Regions from separate parts of the Mus musculus genome. Here all the other regions are linked to region 1. A link is a contact called in public Hi-C and HiChIP or PLAC-seq data. All regions are on one chromosome and are shown on one strand. The core of a region is the stretch at or near the end of the contact, and the rest is flanking DNA. Distances in the headings are between cores, read along the strand shown.

Region 1 (3,741 bases), core at 619-3,118:
TGCGACAAGATTTGGAGGAAGAGCCTGGTGTTGTTACCTGGGGAACCTGGCCCGCAGGCAGCGCGGCCAGGTGCGAGCTGCTCATTTACATGTTGTCCCCTCCCCACCCCCCCAAGCCAGTAATCCAGGTGGGAAAGGGGTTGGACCAGCCCGGGAGGTTTTTCATTTTGTTTTTACGGCTCGAGGCCAGTTGTTTCTCCTGACACCTCCCTGTCCCCCCTCCCCCCTCCCGCGTGCGATTCCCGACGGGTAAAGGCGCCTCTCCCCGCCCCCACTCCTGGGGAGCCCGGCGCATCCTCCTGGTCTCCAGCGTCGTAAACTTGCGGAGGCCACGCTGCCCCGGGCGACGCGAACTAACGCGTGGACCAAAGGCCGCGCAGCGCGTGTGTGGGGCCAGGGACCCGGTGGCCGCAGGTAGGAGCAGCAACTCCGCCCTCCCTCGCCCGCCCGTTTCCCTTGTCGTTTGTGGTCGGCCAGGGGCTTGTGCAAGACTGGCCCGGCGTGCGCCCCCGCCCCGCGGCATCGGCGGCTTCTGCTGGCGCGGGCCCCGAGCGCTGCCCGCCGCCGGCGTCATCGGGAACAGATGGACGGGGGGTGCTGGCGCCCGCGCTCGCTCCCGGCGCTGTCCCGGCTGGCGCGGGAGGGAGGAAGGCGGGGGAGGCAGCGCGCGCCTGCGGAGCACTGCGCGGGCATGTCCCGGGGCAGGTTTGGGGCTGGCACCGCGGTGGAAAGTTGAGACCCGCAGCGGCGCTGAGGTTCCCCCCCCAACCCCCCCGGTGCGGTGGCCTCCGGGCTTGAAAGTCTGAAAGTGGAGGATCATTAAGAGAGCTGTGTAGAAAGGCCGGGCGGGGGAGACCCCGGGACCTCGCGACGACCTTGCCACCTCGATGGCTGCTCTCTGCGCGCTGGGTCCGGCCGAGGGTCCCCGGCTGCCTGGCTCGCGCTGTAACCTCGCGCTTCCCGGGTGGCGGGAAGGGGGTGTTTCTAGGGATCGGTCGCGTTGTGGGCGGGGACGCTGGGGCCCACAGTCCCTCTCCGCGCCGCCTGTGGGTGCCGAGGAATTTCAGGACGCTCCCTGAGTCATCCCCGTGAAGTGCCTGGGTGAGGTAGGGTGGGTGGGGGTGCCAAGAGTGGGAAGGCGGTGCGCTGGGGCCGGTGGCGCGGTGGGTTGTGCCAGTTTCTGGAGGCGGCGGCCTCGCCTCTGACCGCAACCCCAGCTACTTAATGATGCCCCTGGCGCAGCGGCGCCTCCGTGGACTTCTCGAACATGGGCTCTTTAAAGAACTAGAGCCCCCGCCGTTTGGCCTTCTCAAAAATTCCTTAAAGCGAGATGGAGACTTTGCAAAACTTTGGGACAGAGGCTCGTGGCCCGAGCTCTTAACATTAAGTCCTTTAAAGTTGTGGTAATAGATCAGGCATCTTGGAGATCGAGAGAGGCCAACGGCCTATATTGTGTGGTCCCCTCCACTCAGCACAAGGAAAGGCCTATCCCTCCCCTCTCTTAGTGGGTGGCCAGGTGCCAGGCACTGTTCCAGGCGCTTGGGGAGGCGGCTATGAGGCTCGGATATGGCAGGCGTGTTGTAAGCCACTCCTCCCTACTCTTGGAGATGAGTGGCCCGCGAGGCCTCTGAGAGATCCCCCTGGACTGTCCGGACAGCCAGGGTCGCCAGGAGCGCGGGGGGCGGCACCTACCCGGCGGGTTGTGACCGCGCTGGGTGCTCCGGGCGGTCTGTCGGTGCGCGCGCGTGCGCTTGCGGCTGAAACCCGACACCTCCCGCCGGCTGAGGTCAGGGCGCCGGGAGCGAGCCGGGGCCGGGGAGTGGGCGGCGTTGCGCTTGGGTGTGTCCTCAGCGGCGACAGCAGCAGGTGTTTCTTGGCCCAGGCCCCGGAAGCTCCACCTCCCCGAGCGGCGGAGCCGCCGCCGCACAGCCCCGGGTGAGATAAGCAGTTCAGACAAACCCGGGCGACGGTGGCTCCGGCATGTGTCAGGAGCGGTGGAGCAGCGGGGCCCTGGCATGAAAGGTGAGCGCGCGGGTGGGGGATGGTGGCGGGGGTTCCCTCGTTCTTCCTCTCCCCAAGTTTGTGGGCTCGGGAGGGGCGCCAACGGCCGGTGCCAGGTCCCGCGGGTGTGAGGGACGAGAAGCGCGGGGCGCGCGGCCGACCTGAAGCCACACTCGCGGCTGCGCGCGCGCGCGCTGGGCTCAGCCGGCTCTGCTGCCGCGGAAGTGCGCGGGGAAGTGCGCGGGGGCGGCTCCGGGGCTCGGGGTTGTAGCAAAACTTTGGATGGGGCGGGGGCGCCCAGGCAGGTGGTTGGATGGGGGGGGGGGTGCTTTACCTGGGGTGGCAGTCCAAGGGGCCTCCGAACCCCCCGCCCAGCCCTTCCCGCTCCGCCTGGATGCGCCTCCCCGCCCCCCGCGGCCGCGCTGACGGCGAGTGGCCCGCCCGAGTGGAGCCGATTCAATTATATTGCAGCACCAGAGACACCTCGTCGCCCGCCGCCTCTCCGGCAGGCTAATTAAATTCCCTTCTTGGAGGCGGAGCGGGAGCTGGGCTGCCCTCCCCGCTGCCCGCCTCTCCGAGCGCCGGGAGGTGGCGGGGGCCGAATAGGACTGCGAGGAGCAGGCTTGGGGCCGCAGGTCTGGGCATCGGAGCCGGGAGCGAGCAAGGGGCGCCCCCGCGCACCTGCCACCCGTGGTGGGGGTGCCAGCTCGAGTTGGGTCGGTTTGGTGCAAACCAGCCTTTGTCTTCCATGCATTTAAAGCACTCTAAACCCTTACTAGACCCCTGCGGTGCCTTATCTGTCGCGGTTGGGGCCCACACAGGTTGGGGTTTGAAAACAAGCGAGACCACCAAATGGAAGGGGGGAAAAAAACAAACCAAAATACAAGATCCTTTTGTAAAGAGGACCGGAACAAAAGGCGCAGCCTCGCTCTAGGAGGGAGCATCGGGCCTAAGCCGATTCCCAGCACTGGGGGACAAAGAGGCAGGAGGTCTTGGCTGGCCGCTTGGCAGTGTCTCAGTCTGAGACTGGTTTACCCCCTCTTCCCGAGGAAGACAAGGCCCCCCTGGCGAGCAGCCTTCCCTGGGCGTCCGTGTTACTTAAGCTTGGCTACTTAAGTGTTGCTTAGCCTGTGTTTACAGCCGCCCCCACCCGCAGGCGGGGAACCTGAGGCGCAGGCTGTGTCTGACTCAGCCACTCAGTCGCCCCGCCACAGGTGAGGGGGGCCGGGGCACAGGCTCCGACTGGCAGCGTGTGTCATCTGCTATGCTGGGTGTCACGCCCCACCGGGTGGACCGGAACAGGGTTGCTGGCAGCCTCCCTCGATGGGGCTCGCTGTGCCGAAGCCGCTTGCTCAACACTTCTCACAGCCACCGGGTCACGCCTGACCACCTCCTGGGGTGTGTGTGTGTGTGTGTGTGTGTGTGTGTGTGTGTGTGTGTGCGCCTTGATGGCTTGGTACAAGGTTGGCTTTTGTCGCCTGGTTTGGCAGCTGGAGCGGAGGAGGCTTGGGGGGAGGGGGCGCTGGTGAGCAGCCAGCCAGAGACCCGGGGTCAGCCACGCCTTCGGAAAGGAGGTGGGAGGCCTGTCCTGGCTTTGGGCTCTGTTGTGCCTGCCTTAGGGCAGGTTCCGAACCGGGAAGGCAGAGAGGCCAGATCAGGCCCTGACCTGTTGGGGGCAGCTAGTAGGATTCTGACCAGTTACGGTTGAAAAGGGGGTGTATATAGTTAGTTAACATTTTA
Region 2 (3,479 bases), core at 411-2,910, 270 kb before region 1:
GGAGGGACCATACGCAAGCTCCCAAGTCCCTGGGATGCCTCTGAATGGCTAGTGTGGGAGTCTTTCTTCCCCAGAGTCTCCACCGTGAATCCGAGGCTTGGGGACTGGAGCACAGAGGTCACACCCCAGCTGTGTGTCCCAGGTAGCCCAGCACAGGTGTTCCCTCTTGTTCCTTTGTTGATGCTCCAGTTTTGTGGGCTCACATGGGAGGCAGTGACTCCTCTTCCAAGCTCAGGTTTGTGGTAACGTACGGAGTGCCAGCCTCGGCTCAAGGACACAATGCCGTCTCGGGGAGCCCCTGGGACTGCTTTCTCCGTGCAATGCCCTGCCCTTCTGGGTCCCCCTCCAGCTTCCTGCCCCATCATGGCCAGTGTGCCTTTTGTACATGTCACAACTTCCAGCTCCTGGTAGACACCCTCTGCGTGTTTTTATAACAACCAAACAACCTGTGAAACTCTGTATTCTATGTATTCTCAAGTCCTTTGAGGACTTAAAAAAAAAAATCAATGCAAGCAGCTCAGGCTGGAATGCACGAAGCCCTGGTTCCACCCTCAGCACCCCAGAAACCGGAGGAGCAATAGTTCAAGGTCAGCCGTGGGTGCATAACAAGTTCAAATCCAGCCTGGGCTACGTGAGACCATTATCTTTAAAAGAAAAAAAATTTTTTTTTTTGAAGCTTTGGCTAAGTTGAAAATAATTTGGGTAGATTTGGGCTCAGATGGGCTCACAGCATCAGATTGCTGTCCTTGACCCCACTGTCCAGCCACCTGTGAGCACCTTACTCTTTCTTATTCTGAACCCCTCTGGAGCTGGCATGCACGAACTCATGGCCCCTGCTCCCATCTCTAATGACTCTATGTCTCCTAACGGTTTATGGTCTGTGAATAGTCCTTACACTTCCCATGTTAGCTCACCAGACCCCGCTCCTGTGGCTCTGTCTTTCCCTCGGGCATTTTATCCCTAGGTTCCTGCCTTTGCAGGACATGGGCAGTGTCCGTGCTTGTACCCACTTTACAGATGACTTGCCTAAGGCTCAGAGTTGCATTTCTTAGTTTCTGTTCTGGTTTCTTGACCCCATGGGTAACGTGAACTTTAAGGGAGGGGCAGGTATCAATATTTTCCAGGATGGCCCAGCCTGGGGGAGGAACTACATTAAGATATTTCAGGTGTACCCTCCACTGTTTTGTCCCCACCCCAGCAGGCTGCAGCTGTCCCACCTGGTGTCCCGTGTCATCACAGCTGGTGTGGAATGCTCCTGCCCTGAACCCTCCAAGTACCCTCTGTCCACCAAACAAGGGAGGGGAATCCCCTGCCACCGCCACCAACCAGAAACCGCAGTGGCGGAGCCGCTCTGGTCCCCTCAGCCGTGGGTGGTTGTAAAAATAGTGCTGGGTTTCAGTTGGAGCCACGGGGCTGGCGGGGGGTCGGTGTCCCCTCCTGGAGGAATCACCCGCCACATGTTGCCAGGAGCTTTGGCTGGGAGAGGCAAGCGCAGCTCCAGGCCGGCGAGCGGGCGGCCGCGCAGATGGAAACCCGATCAGCGCGGCGCACAGACTGTTTGATTTATTTTAAAATCAAGCAGATGGCAGTGGTGGGGTTTGTTTAAGTTCAGCTCAGAACCGGGCCCTCGGCCAGGAGCCTCAGGCAGCTGAGCCAAAAATTTTTCAATGACTTTGGTCGGCAACCCACCTCTTCCCTCCCTGTATGAACTTCAGCCCTGCCACACACAGGGAGGCCTTCGAGGGCCTTCTCCAGGGTTGGCCCCTTTGTCTCTGTCTTGCTGGGTCTGTCTCCCCCCTCCCTCATTCCCCCCCATTCCCCACCACTCCCCTGCTCACTAACCTCCACTCTCTGCCCCTCCTGGTGTGAGTCTGGGTGTCTGTCTCCATATCCCCCTACTGCTCCCCCCCACCCCTCCCTGTCTCAGGAACTTTCCAGAATCATCCTCCTGTTCCCCACTTTCTCCAGCTTCCTCACACCCTGCCCCCACCCTCCTGCTCCCCCAGAGGCCCCTCCCCCCACCCAGCAAGGCTCATGGGAGAACAGCCAAGCCTTTGTGGCATTTGGGCCCGTCCCCTCTCTGAGACGCCTGTGGCTGGGAAAACCAGGCCCCCAGCTATAAAATCCTGGAGCCAGCCTCTGGGTCAAGTGGCCTGGCCCGCCCAAAGGCAGGGAGGCCAGGGAAGTGGCCTTCTGGTCACAGGTCACCCTCTGCAGCTGTCCTCCTTGGCTGGGGGCGGGGTGGCCTGTGTTATGGGAGGAACCCACTGTGCAGCTGGCTCACTGGGGAGGTCAGCTGCTCCAGAAAGACACACACACACTCACTCTTTCATGCACACACACAGTCTTTCATACTCACACACATACACTCACATATACATACTCACAAACACATATACACTCACATACACACATACTCACATACACACTCACTCTTTCACACACACACACACTCTTTCATACACACACACACATACACTCACATACACACACTCACAAACACACATATACACTCACATACACATATACACATACACACATATATACTCACATACACACACATATACACTCACATACATATATACTCACATATACATATACACTCACATACATATACACATTCATACATACCCACATACACATACATACTCACATACACACACATATACACACACATACTCACATACATACACATACACCCTTCATATGCCTGCACTACTCACCTCCACACACACCAGACCTGCTTCTCACGCACACCTCCATTCTCCACTTGCACACACCAACATGCATGCACATACACCTCTCACATGTAAAGCCAGGGATTTCCAGCTCACAAAGAGACATGTGTCTCGTACACATACATCGTGAACATGGTAAGCCATGGCACCCCCTTTCCTCTTTCCCAGGATGAGCCAGGCAATGGCTCTCAAGCCCAGTGCCTCTGTCTGCCCAGCTCGGCTCTCAAGCCCAAGCAGCACTCGCTTACAGTCCAGGGAGGCCAGCCTTGGTTTGCCTTACTGTCTCTTTTGCCACAGTTCCTAAATACGATGAGGTTATCAATAGCAGCTGTCTCTTTACCCCAGCTCCCCAGGCAAGGTGGGATACTACATGGAATTCCCCCAGCACAGTCTCGACTTGGGCAGGAGGCCAGAGCCTCATCAGGTCCTCTTGGAGCTGGGTATCTTTCTGCCTCTGGGTGGAGAGGCTGGAAACAGAGTTTCCAACTCAGCCACCTTCCCACAGCTTCACCGTGGACGAGCCGGGCCAGCCTGGGGAGGGTAGGAGAGGGACGCATAGACCACCCTGGTTCATGGCTGCTCACAGTCTACAGAGGTCTGGGCTGTATCCGCATTTCTTGTTCCTGCTCTTAGGTCACATCATGGTGACAGGGAAGATCCTCTGGTGCCATGGCCTCTTTGTTCTCTGGCATCCAAGTGACAGCATTCTCATGCTCTTGGGACTGTACCCTGCCGCTTACT
Region 3 (3,308 bases), core at 311-2,810, 380 kb before region 1:
GGGGCAGTGAATCTCTGGGAGTTGGGCAGTGGGGCTCTAGCCAGCCAATCTTGTTCACATCCCAGATGCCACCAGATGGACGACTTCGGGCCTGCCAAGAACCTCATGACCATGTGCTTCACTTACTACCATCTGGGTGAGTACGACTGACCAGAGCAGCCACCCTGGGAAAGGAGCTGGGAGCCGGGAACACAGCAGGAGGGAAGCTTCCTTTATTAACAGCAGGTGCTGTGTGGCTTCCAGAGAGAAGGAGCTGATATTGGGAGGAGGACAGCAGGCATGAGACTCCCGGTGTGGGAGGAAATGTGGGATGCACTTGGGGTCAGGGCATGGCTGTCCACACTGCAAAGGAAATGACAGGAGGCAGGAATGCTACATGTGGGGACTCAGCTTTCTGCTCCAGCAAAGCACAATTCAGAGCAGGCTATCCTGGGAAGAGTCCGGGGTAGCTGGGGATAACTGAGCAAAGGTACAGAGCCTAGGGGTCTCTTTTGGCTCATGGTGTTGAAAGGACCAGTGTGCAGGAGTTATAGGGTGTCTTGTGCTGAGCCCTGCAGCCAGCCAAAAGAGACCAGTTCAACTCTTCAGGGAGGGTGCTGGACCCTCCCTATGGAGGCCTGGGCATGGGTAATCGAGTAGTCCCTAACAGCCCGCTTCTGCACGTGCTCCAGGTCTCCTGCTCCCAGCATCCCCAAATGGCCCAATTGCTATAGATCATGGCAGGCTGTTTGCTTGACTGGCTACCATCAAATCAAATAGAAAGCTTTATCCTATTCGCCCAGTCGGAGTCCATCGGCGTTTCCTTTGTGGTGTTACTTCCACTCACTGCCCTAAGGAAGGAATTCTGGTCTCTCAGACCTGCTGTGTGGCTCTCAGTGTAGATTTCTCTTCTTCCCAGATGCCAGCTCCTTCTGGCTACCTCTGCCCTCCCACCTGGCTCTTGCCCACTTCTCTGTGTAGTCTGTGCTTACTGAACACTCCGGAGAGGCCCGGCCTTCCCTTCTGGGGGAGCTTGCTAAGCCAGCTGCTTCTGACCACCTACCCTGTTGAGGAGACTGAGGGCAGCACCTCCTGTCCTGCAGTCCCTGGGAAGCACCTTCAGGCGCTCTCTCTCTCTCTCTCTCTCTCTCTCTCTCTCTCTCTCTCATCTGAGCTGCAGACTGCTTCTTACTCCATTTCTCCCCACTTTCAAGGCAAGCCCCAGCTGCCCCCGACAGAGCCCAGGGAGAAGCCAGCAGGCAGTATTGACTCCTACCTGAAGTCAGCCAACAGCTGGCTGGCAGAGAAGAAGGACATTGCCGAGCGGCTGCTGAAGAACACAGAGAACATGAAAGGCTTTTTCGGGGGGCTGGAGACCAAGCTGAAAGGACCGCTGGTCAGGAAAAATGAGTGAGTGTGCCCCAGCCTGAGCTTACTATATGGGAGGAGCGTGTGGCTTACCTAGTCCTGGCCCTGCAGCTGTTCTTGAGTCACACAGCTGCCAGCCCAGCACGACTCTGCACCCCAGAGCTTCCACATGCTGTCCACTCATTGACAGGCGGGGTCCAGGAACCATGTTTCCTGGGCTGCCAGGAGCCTGTGGCTTTGTTGTTTGGCAACAGGAAGTTGAACACTCTGTCCCTCCTTCCTCCTGCCACTGCCGGGAGAGTTAATGTGAGCAAAGCCAGGAAAGCCCTGGGCGCAATGTCTCCGGGAGAGGCTGCTCTTGCAACAGATGATGGTTGTTGTTTTGTGTGAGACAAGGTCTCTATGTGGCTCGGGCTGTCCTAGAGTTTTCTCTGTAGACCAGCCTGGCCTTGAGCCTCCGAGTGCTGGGATTAAAGTCATGAGCCACTAGACCGGGCCCCAGAGAGCTCTTAAGATGGGTGCATTGGTCACAGGGGGGCTGAAGCTGAGACATCTTAAGGAGAGGGCACAACAGTACAAGGACAACCATCCAGGGACCTGCACCGCTTAAGGCTTGGCTATAGCCAGGGTATGCCACCTGTCCCTCCATGTCCACACAGTAGGCCCACAGAAAATGGTACCAGGCAATCTCAGCACCACAGGCCTCAGTCCCCAGCCTGCCAATTGCCACTGTGTCACTGACCCCCAGCTTCTCCTCAGAGGAGTTGCACAGAGAATGGGGCAGCATCTGCATGTGAGGGCCTGGGCTCCTTCTTACTGCTGTGGTCTCTCCCTCCAGGGAAGATGAGAACAAACCTAAGGACAGACAGACGAAGACTGGTAAGAACACAGCTCTCTGGGCTGCCTAGGGGGTGGGGCCTGTAGCAAGGGGGAACCTGGGGCTGATGCCTGGGATTAAGGAGTGCCCAAAGGAAGGCAGAGTCTACCTCTCGGGCCTCTTAACCAAGACGCACCATCCAGGCCTCAAACTGGCTCACCATTAGCCAGCAACAAGAGCAAGCAAGTAGCAAAAGAAAGGGCTTTGCTGCCTTTCTAAGCAGACTAAGGAAATACGAAATCCCTAACCGCAGGGGAGTTCAACCAGAGGGAGGGTGCCACTTCAGGGTTCACATAGGGAAAAAGCCCTAATCTAAGGCTGCAGAAAGCTTCGTGGAGTTTGGACAGTGTAACGTGATGACTTTGTGGAGAAGCAGAGCGAGCTGAGGGTCTGTAGGATCTGCCCGTGGGGAGCCCAGCCCAGGCCGCCCTCAGATCTCCTTATTCCTGCAGTGACCATGATCAGCCCTGAGGATGAGCAGAAGGGGGAGAAGGTTTACCTGTACACGCACCTGAGGCAGCAGCCCATCTGGTAAGGCCCATGGACACTCTGCCCATCCCACCCGGCGCAGCGGCTGCCCAGTCCCTCAGCTGCCCGTGTCTCCAGCAAGGACGGTGGCCGTCCTCACCTCCAGGGTAGCCACGGCAAGATGATAGATGCCAGCAAGTGTTCGTAGGGATGTGAAGACATCTGACTCTCCATGGGGACCATTGTGGAAATGCCTGGCAGCTCCCCAGGGGCTAACCGAGTGGCCGTGTGAGCAGCCGTTCCATTGTGGGTCCATGCACGTAGCACACGGAAGTCAGAATGGAGCTCGTAACACACTGGTCAGAACAGGCCCAAACCGACAAGGCCAGTGGGCTCTAGCATAAGCATGATGTGGTCTGTCCATGTTGTGAACTGTGGAGCAAGCCTGCATACAGATCACTGCACAGTGGCAAGAGCAGGCAGCCACAGAGGAGCCCGAGTCATCCGATCCTGTTTGTGCTGCAGCTGAGAAGCAGCAGTGGTGACCCACTGGTTCCTTATGGGGCCGCGGAACTGCTCTGGGCTTGACCGTGGGGGGAGCTGCACAACCGAATGC

Evidence for each region. Hi-C and Micro-C count contacts between places; a contact is called where the count stands out from the background. HiChIP or PLAC-seq counts read pairs in DNA pulled down with a chosen protein or histone mark.
Region 2: a contact with region 1 is called in an H3K4me3 HiChIP or PLAC-seq map of embryonic forebrain, with 4 times the contacts expected there. The contact joins the enhancer-like site here to the promoter of Gse1 in region 1. A contact is called at or near these places in 6 of 484 Hi-C or Micro-C datasets (the C2C12 cell line, cerebral cortex, embryonic stem cells and 2 more), 16 of 115 datasets of contacts at active chromatin or transcription factors (bone marrow-derived macrophages, craniofacial prominence, embryonic basal ganglia and 11 more) and 2 of 9 other capture datasets (embryonic stem cells and liver).
Region 3: a contact with region 1 is called in a Hi-C map of muscle stem cells, with 2.5 times the contacts expected there. The contact joins the enhancer-like site here to the promoter of Gse1 in region 1. A contact is called at or near these places in 3 of 484 Hi-C or Micro-C datasets (brown adipocytes, muscle stem cells and nephron progenitors), 8 of 115 datasets of contacts at active chromatin or transcription factors (craniofacial prominence, embryonic basal ganglia, embryonic forebrain and 5 more) and 1 of 9 other capture datasets (adipose tissue).

Annotation. Positions count from the first base shown.
Region 1 is chr8:120,535,541-120,539,281 of GRCm38.p6, forward strand. Gse1 (genetic suppressor element 1, coiled-coil protein) reads left to right here and starts at 1,869. Exons shown (of 16, transcript NM_001145896.1): 1 at 1,869-2,022. The coding sequence starts at 2,016. It overlaps 1700016A09Rik (RIKEN cDNA 1700016A09 gene), which reads right to left and starts at 2,186. Exons shown (of 1, transcript NR_151732.1): 1 at 1,352-2,186. It overlaps Mir7687 (microRNA 7687), which reads left to right and starts at 3,156; the gene lies at 3,156-3,214.
Region 2 is chr8:120,263,516-120,266,994 of GRCm38.p6, forward strand. It overlaps a transcript of Gse1 not described here. Among named protein-coding and RNA genes, the nearest start is that of A330074K22Rik, 37 kb to the left of the region's middle. Within about 2 kb of position 1,661, at least 133 of the 459 cell types and tissues checked have an H3K27ac peak or open chromatin away from gene starts, as enhancers often do. A contact at or near this core is called in the C2C12 cell line, cerebral cortex, embryonic basal ganglia and 6 more, where this site is marked.
Region 3 is chr8:120,151,246-120,154,553 of GRCm38.p6, forward strand. 6430548M08Rik (RIKEN cDNA 6430548M08 gene) reads left to right here. Exons shown (of 13, transcript NM_172286.4): 5 at 66-136; 6 at 1,194-1,389; 7 at 2,186-2,226; 8 at 2,677-2,755. Among named protein-coding and RNA genes, the nearest start is that of Cibar2, 25 kb to the right of the region's middle. Within about 2 kb of position 1,561, at least 54 of the 459 cell types and tissues checked have an H3K27ac peak or open chromatin away from gene starts, as enhancers often do. A contact at or near this core is called in muscle stem cells, where this site is marked.